Regions from separate parts of the Zea mays genome. Here regions 1 and 3 are each linked to region 2. The links are chromatin contacts, called in public Hi-C maps. All regions are on one chromosome and are shown on one strand. Each heading gives the region's core, a stretch centred on a gene start, on an enhancer-like site or on the middle of the called end of the contact. The rest is flanking DNA. Distances are from core to core; before and after follow the strand shown.

What was found. Hi-C and Micro-C count contacts between places; a contact is called where the count stands out from the background.
Region 1: a contact with region 2 is called in a Hi-C map of leaf, with 5 times the contacts expected there. The contact joins the promoter of LOC100383879 here to the promoter of LOC100279247 in region 2. A contact is called at or near these places in 5 of 25 Hi-C or Micro-C datasets (ear, endosperm and leaf).
Region 3: a Hi-C map of endosperm shows a contact between it and region 2, with 2.6 times the contacts expected there. The contact joins the promoter of LOC100285471 here to the promoter of LOC100279247 in region 2. A contact is called at or near these places in 3 of 25 Hi-C or Micro-C datasets (bundle sheath, endosperm and leaf).

Annotation. Positions count from the first base shown.
Region 1 is chr7:97,893,262-97,895,961 of Zm-B73-REFERENCE-NAM-5.0, reverse strand. It overlaps LOC100383879, which reads left to right and starts at 1,350. Exons shown (of 7, transcript NM_001176507.1): 1 at 1,350-1,472.
Region 2 is chr7:98,545,479-98,548,182 of Zm-B73-REFERENCE-NAM-5.0, reverse strand. It overlaps LOC100279247, which reads right to left and starts at 1,338. Exons shown (of 12, transcript NM_001360947.1): 1 at 762-1,338; 2 at 246-405. The coding sequence starts at 956.
Region 3 is chr7:98,021,908-98,024,607 of Zm-B73-REFERENCE-NAM-5.0, reverse strand. It overlaps LOC100285471, which reads right to left and starts at 1,430. Exons shown (of 3, transcript NM_001158364.3): 1 at 1,326-1,430; 2 at 1,007-1,218. The coding sequence starts at 1,099.

The DNA of each region.
Region 1 (2,700 bases), core at 101-2,600, 650 kb after region 2:
GCTCCTCTCGGGGACGTTGCCTATACCGGGCATCCTCTAAGAGAAGTAAAGGGCGAAGTCCTCAAGGCCCGGTGGTCGCCTGGGCGTTAGTCTTAGCTACAATCGGTGTTAGTTGCTTGGCCGAAGGGCCCACTGTAGTTGTGCTCGACGAAGGCTCTGAATATCCTTGTCCTTGCGCTCAAGCATGATTAGTTAGGGCGAGGGGACCGACCTTCGTGGTGCTGATCGACGTAATGTTCGACCTTTGTTCCAACACCCGCACCACGCACGGGGTTGGGCAAAGCATAGCCCAGGCACAGGGTCAGACAAAGCGTCAGGGAACCACTCGAATGGACTCCGCTTCTAACCAAAGGGCAACTCTCATTAACTATGTCCGACGTTGAGTCATGGCATGTGAGAGAATTGGTCTGCCTCCCGCTCTAGACCTACGCTTGAGCCCTGCTCATGACCTATGGCCCCTAGACCGGAGTCCTCCAACGTCCTACGTAACAGACAAGATGACATAAGGAAGGCAGGAAGACAGTCTATGAAAGCTAGGGGCTGACACAGGCATAGATAGACATGCGGAGTAATGATGACACTTAGACTCCCGTCGTGGACACACTTTACCAGCACTCCAACAGTCGATAGGGAGTTATGCGGAACAGATAACAACATACGTGAAGGCGTTTACCGAGGGAGAACCACTCCACAGCGATCCCTTCCAAGAGAAGCCATATGTAACCAACCTCCGCCTTGGTCTATAAAAGGCGGAAGGTTGGCCGGACGAAGTGTGTGTGAGAGAGAAACAATACTTGACGACTTAGCCGATAGCGAACACCCAATCCGCGCAACCCTTAAGAGACTTGGGAGCTTATCCCTCTCATCCGCTTGTGACCCCTACTACGAGCAACAAGGTGCCGGTAGCGTAAGCTACCGAAGACTGAAAGTAGGGACATTCTATCTGAACCAGTATAAATATTGTGCCCGCTGGCCACACCATCCGAATACAGAACACATATACAAATTTACTCGTTGGTGGTAGTTCGAAACACTAACATCGGTATAAAATAAAATAAATTAATGGTGACAATGTTTTCCGGTAAGTTGTGAATATAAGTCGATTATTTTCATGTCCTGTAGAAAATCTCCATCGTTTTGCATGTAATTTTCCCTTCAAATTTTGATCATATTGGTGATAAAATTCTTATCATACTTTTTTTGCAAAATCGAGAAAATATAAAAATAAATCATGTTTTACCCGTACCGGCCACGACAGGATAGCCTTCTGGAGGCCCACCGGCCCAGGCAAATTTCAGCCTGTATTTCCCCCCGTTTACCAGGCGTTCGCTCGCTTTCCCTCTCCATCCCCCCTATCTCGTGGCGACGCTGGACACCGCGCCGCCGCCCTACGCCGTGGCGACTACTGGACGTCGCCGGCGCCCTACGCCAGGTCTTCGCCATTCCATTCTCTGGAGACAAGCACCCAACAGGTATGCCCACCCCTTGTATCCCTTCCTGCTGTGCGAAAATGAGCACCCGAACCCTAACTTGAGGCCTTGAGCTATTTGGCTATTTGTATTCGGATCTGATCCAATTACTAGTGTATTCGTGTATTATGCCTACCTTCTTCGATCTTTTCTGCTAAAATTATCGGGTGTGCATGTGTACACCCATATCCTCTGGTTCTACTGGTCCGCCCCTGTTGCAAGTGCTGTTCTGTCCAGGTGGCTGTTGGTCCTCTCCTGCTGACCTGTAGGTAGGGGTGTTAATAGATTGCGATCCAAATGTTTCTTCACAATTTGTTTGAGCCCTTAATTAGGGGGTGTTTGGTTTCTAGGACTAATGTTTAGTCCCTCCATTTTATTCTATTTTAGTCTCTAAATTGTCAAATACAGAAACTAAACCGTATTTGACAATTTAGGAACTAAAATAGAATAAAATCGAGGGATTAAACGTTAGTCTCTATAAACCAAACACCCCCTTAATTTTAGTTCAAAAGTGAATAGAAATAGAGTCTGATCTTAATTAGATCCGATCCTTAAATTTTATAGTGTAAAATTTAGAGCTCATTACCACCCCTACCTGTAGGGCAACCAGTTTGAGTTTGGGTCATGAGTTTGCTAGATGTTTGCGAGTCCTCTGCCGAGCTGGTAGTCAGTAGCAACCCTGGCTGATAGATACCTGTCTGGCCCAGTTAAATCACAGTTTTACATAGTGCTTTGGATTCAAATCGCAGTCTTCTGATGTGGGTTCCAATAACTGATTACCACCTAAGGAATTGGCTGTATGAAGGAACAGACAAGTGTTTGAATTGGGATTGGGCTGCATAGTGGTTTGTACTTTGTAGGCTATTACTTGTTAGGACCTCCAAGGATCGTGTTTCTGTCCATGTATCGGTGGCTGTTGGTCCCGTCTTGTTGGCTAGTAGGATAATTGACTTGAGTTAATGTCATGGATTTGCAGCATGCCAGCATGCTTGAGTCTTGCTCTGCTACATAGGCAGTTGATAGCAATCTTGGGTCTGGGAGGTGGTAATGTAAAGCTGAAAATAAAAGGGGGATGGATTATTTTGTATGGTTGATCTGGCCTGGGTTCAGGATTATGATGACATTTTAACCGGCTCAGATTAATTATTAATAGTGAGATGCTTTCTTATTAATGAATATAGTAGGATTGTCTTACGCTATATCCATTTGTTCTGCAATTTTGAGTAGCATA
Region 2 (2,704 bases), core at 89-2,588:
GCCAAAGGAAAGGGAGGGGGTGGGGTGGAACTACTCTATTGCTCTTCAGAAGTATACTACAACAGCAATGGGACAGAAAAGATACCAGATGAAGACGCACACTACTGCACACATGCATGAACCAACAGAGGAAAGAATACACTAAACAAGCTCTATACATCGATTGCTGACAGCGAGCAAACTGTCGCTTTCGGAGCAGCACACTGACTAGAGGAAGGATCCACGATGAGCAGTTAGATCCTCACACTTTGATATCGCAGTAGATGATTTCGGGTCAAACCCAATGATGAGCGTCAGCATCGGCACGAAGATCCCGCCGCCACCAACTCCGCCGACGCTCCCAAACGCGGCACCGAAGAATCCGATCAGTGACCCCAGCACAATTTGCCACCCAAACTCCATTGGCTGCAGAAAGCAACCCCCATAAGATTCACCGAGTTAAAACGCCATGCCTTGAAAGCATTAAACAGCAATAACTATTGAAAAGTATATGTAGGTCATCGCAAATTCAATAGGATGTTGTAGTATAGTATAGCTCGATCAGTTCTATCTGCATGGCCCAAACTGGATTTCATGACAAATCCAGAGCAGCAGATGAGCTCCGGACCTACCAAAATTTGTATGCAACATCTTGCCAACTTTGTAAACTTAATCCGACGCAGAACTGCTAAACCAGCAAGTGAGCGCTGGTAAAAACAAACAAATTGTTCTTTTGTGAAAAAAATAAAACAAAGAAATCCTGAAAGGCAGTTGGTAATTACCGGCCACACGTGCTGGTACGAGTTGCCATCGCCGTTCCACATCAGATTGGCCACCTTCCGGAGCAGACTCACCTCCTCGGGCGCCACCGCGGCGCCGACCACCAGCGACAGGCGCCGGTCGGCAGCGACGACGACGGCCGCCGCGAACACGACGGCCAGCGCGGCCACGGCGTGGCAGTAGTACTTCCTCCCCATTGCTTGTCGGCTCGGCACCACCAAGATCCAAAAAAAGGTAAGAGAGGCAAACTGTGTGCAGTGCAGTCCCCAAGATCCAAAAAAAAGACGAATCCAAGGAAGATTGGGAGCTAGGCTTTCGGTACAGGGGCGCCTCTGAAATCACGGGATCGAAGGGCTGGGTGGGAGACGTAACGCGCGAAGGCCGAGCGCAACTTTTCTGGGATCCCGGCCGGGTGGCGTGGGCTGGCCTTGTTGGAAGAATTTGGAGTGCACGGCCGGGCCGGAACAGGACGTGGGAATTAAAAACTGCAGAAATGGCGGCGGCGATTGAACCTGCAGCAAGCGAGGCGAGAGGACGGAGGGAGGCGGCCGGCAATGGGGCGAGAGGAATTGGGGTGTGAGCGGCGGCGGTGTAGAGACGGTGGAGAGGGGGAGGGAGAGCCCGGAGAGGGGTAGAGGCAGCGGCAGGGAACGTGTGCGGCCCTCTGAATTCTGAAAGACGGGAAGGCGACGAGAGCTCCGTGCCAAATTTAGAAGAGGGGCGCTCTGTACAATCCTCTCGTTTTTTTTTTCTTTTCTAGAGCTGGACGCTTCGCTCACTTTTTTTTCCCACGCTTTTTTTTACGTGGCTGGAGAGGGTTTCTTTTCTTGCTTGGTGTTCGCCTCATGCAGAGACGGCGGGAAACATGTGGATGGATGAATTGGATGGATGGATGAGTACGATGCTGCATGAACATTATGCGTGCAGGTTTACACGTCCATTTATCCTTTCTGTGCATTATCAAAAGGAACTGGAAAAAACAATGTCGTTTTTTTTTTGTTGGCATCTCGTGAAAGAAACACAAGGCTTTCCGTTTCCCGTGACCAAGTAGTAGTGGAGAATCTAGCTAGCGCTGCCGCTGCTTTCTGTGTTTTGCACGCCCGTGGAGAGAATAAACGAGACGTTCCCCTTTCCAAGAGAAAAAAAGAAGACAAAAGCTTCTTCTTCGTTGAGGACGATGAAGATTCCCCGTCATCCTGGATGGATGGCTGGCTGGTTGCCAATATGCATTGCCACATTGTCATGATCATCCCTTGATTTGTACCACACATATGCATGGATTGCAGTTCATGGCTTCTTCACTGCCACAAATATTCATTTCAAGCTTTCTTCTACTTGTTGTTGTTTTTATATACTTGTGGCCAGTCAGTTTTGGTCTGGCAAACTCACATTCTTCATATAATAACATATATGCCCTAACCTTGCTAGATTTCTATGTGTGGTCATGCTAACGTAATACATGGCTGTTTGGGTCTATTTGGTTGTCGGACTAATTGTCGAAGGGAAATGACGACACGGAACGACACAAACGGGGGCTGATAATAATGTCTCGTTTCGCTGGTACAACTGACAACCATCGGGTCAAGAAGACAATTATTTCATTTTACATTTTTTTCTTTTGTGCATCATCACGAGCACACGGAAAGGAACATCGTGGCCGGCCCCGGGAGCGCATTAAAACGCTAGTGCTGTTTCGGTTTGGTAGGATCGCGGACGCGAGTATAATCAATTAATATAATGGGTGGAGTTTTTTAGGGCATGTTTGTTTTCTCAAATAATTATATAATCCTGCTTATTTTATATAGATTATGTAATCCGGTATTATGATCTCTAGACATCTACTGTCTTTAACCTCTCTGGTTACAAATAATATATGGTCATCCTGGATGATTTCACTCGTTTTCTATGGACTTTTACTATGTGGCTCAAGTACGACACCTTTCAC
Region 3 (2,700 bases), core at 181-2,680, 520 kb after region 2:
CCTGGCGGCTGGAGGAAGGAGTGCGACGTGCTTGGCAGAATGGCAGCCGGAGTGCTGGACGTCGGTGGCTGGGAGGCTGGCAGTAGCAGCCTGGGATCTGCCCGAGCGCGGCCGGCGGCGAGAGGAGCGCAGATTCCGCGTCGGGGAGGCGAGGCGGGCGCCTGGCGCGGGATGGCCGCGGGGCTGGGCGAGCGGCTCGGCCGCGGGACAGGGCACCGGCGAGGTCGCGGGTGAAGCAGGGGCGCGGGGTCGGTGCGACACCTGGGTCCACCGGTCCTGGCGCAGTTGCGCGGCTGGGGCTCGCGCGGTCGCGGCAGCTCGGCAGGGCGCCTGGGCGGCGTGGAAGCAGCGCGCGGGGAGGGCTCCTGGCACGGGCGCGGGGTCGCGCCCTGGCGGCGCGGGCAGGATGGCCGGGGCACGCGGGTGCGCGCTCGGCGCTGGTGCGAGGGGAGAGAGAGAGAGGAATGTGGGGCGGCGGCTGGCGGGCGCGGCCTGTAGGGGGCGGCGGCTGGGGCGCGACCTGCAGGGGCGGCGGCCAGCAGGGGAGGAGCTGGCGGCTGGGAGCAGAAACCTAATTTTCCTCTGATACCATATTGGAATAGTAAACCCTAACCCTAACAGGGTTGGGTGGTATATTAATAGACTTGAGTACTGGGCCAGGCCCATTACGGAGGGGCGAGACAGTAATTACATAGAGAATAACTCCAAACCCTAAACGGGTATTCTAACAACATGAAGCCTGAAGCCATGATTCAGATGTGCAAATGTAAAAAGAAATACGCTTCAATCAGTTTCTTATAGTGGAATCAGAAGTAGTACAATGCAACCGGGTCCTCCAGAATTAACAAACGTGCATCCAGCATCGCACCTACACAAGAAGTCGATTCTCGGAGCAACTCCTAGCTAGGATATAGATAAGCACAACAGGTAATTGCTGAATTGATAAGCGCTAGTGAACAAACGACACGTCCGGAAGTGGAGGAAAGGTGATTCACGGAGTTTGGACCTGAAAAGCCTTTGAGAGGATGTCGTCGTGGAGGCAGACGTTGTTCCGGCAGTTGCAGCAACTGTAGACGCGCGGCCCCACCAGCTCCGCCATCGGCCGGCGCCGCCCCGAGCGTGCTCACCGGACCCGACCAACCAATCCCGCAATTCCAGAATCGGAACTCAGACAAAGATGGTGCCAGGGAACACCAATCGATTACATTCAACTACAACCTATCCAGAACCAAAAATTGCATCGGTTATCCAAGAAACAAAGGGGCCAGGAACCGTCGAGCCCCGAATCGGAGCTCGGGAATGGGAACAGTCGTAGGTAGTGAGACCATCGGTTGAGTGCGCGGGAGGTATTCGCCGATGCTGGTCGGGGCGCGGCGACGGCGGAGCAGCGGCAAGCGAGGGGAAAGGGGTTTAAAGCCAAAACTTGTATAAGGTAAAAAAATGTTTTATACATGGGTGTTTTGGGATTATAGAGTCTTTGGAGATTATTTGGTTTTCTTTTTTTTTTGCACATTTAATTAATAGAATTAAGTTAATCAAACAATAATAAATAAATACAGAAATATGCATCCCATGCCGAAGTTCTTGTATTTTTGTATTTTGTATTCAAATTTGTGATACAAGCTTAAGTTAGGAAATTAGAATTTGAAATTGGAAATAAGAAAAGAAAAGAGAAGAAAACAGAAAAGAATATGTACTGTAATAATAATAATAATATATAAATAAATATATTTTCTCATGCTGATACTTTTAATTGTGCACTTGACTTATGTGTAAAACTCACTAACAAATTCAAATTCAAATAGTAAATTTTGAAATGGAGAAAGAAATGCAAAACATAAAAGAAAAGGAAAAAACGACTTTTGGGCTGAAACCCTGCGCTCGGCCCACCAATTCCTCCCGCGCACATCCCACTAAACCGCAGTCGTGTTACCGAGGTCGTGACCCGGTGCTGACATGCGGGCCACGGCTGGCTGACTCATGACACGCATGCACGCATCATCTCACTACCACGTGGGCCCGGGGCGACCAGTCGCGTCATCGCACGCCGGGCGCCTAGCCTCCTTGCTCACGCTGGCATGTGGGGTCAACCTGTCAGGACTCTCCCCTTCCTCTGCAACGAACTCCTGAGGTCTGCTCGCGGCGCGTTTTTCGCATGGCCAGGAATCCAAGGGGATCCATTCGCCAGCCGTGGACCTCGGCTGCGGGTATATCTACCTGCCGCACATATCCTTCACCTCCCACCTTTCATGCGCTCGACTCTAGTGCCAAGAAAGACAACCGGAGCGCCACCTCCATTGGTGAGGGATTGCCGCCGCCGTCGCCCCTACTTCCTCCATCGTTCGGTGCCTATGTGGAGACTCGAGACGTCCACCGGCTCACGAAGGATCTTGGCGGATCTTGCCTATGCTCGGATGGGTGCATCAGTGCTCGCCGAAGTGTACTGGAGTCTAGAATTCGTTGGCAAGCCGCTTTGGGTCGGGGTCAATGTCGCCGCGGTTTCGGTCACCGGTGAGTGTCTCCATGTTGTTCGTCTTGCCCTCTATCTTAAGTAGCATCTAGTCGAACTGTTAGCGGGGCACTTAGGTGGCGGAAGCTGCACACCGGTAATGGCGGTCGCGGTGTGGAGGCCACCAATGTGACTAGGCGTTGAGGAAGAAGAAAAACTGGGGCTGTCGATCGACCGATGAAGGGAGTGGA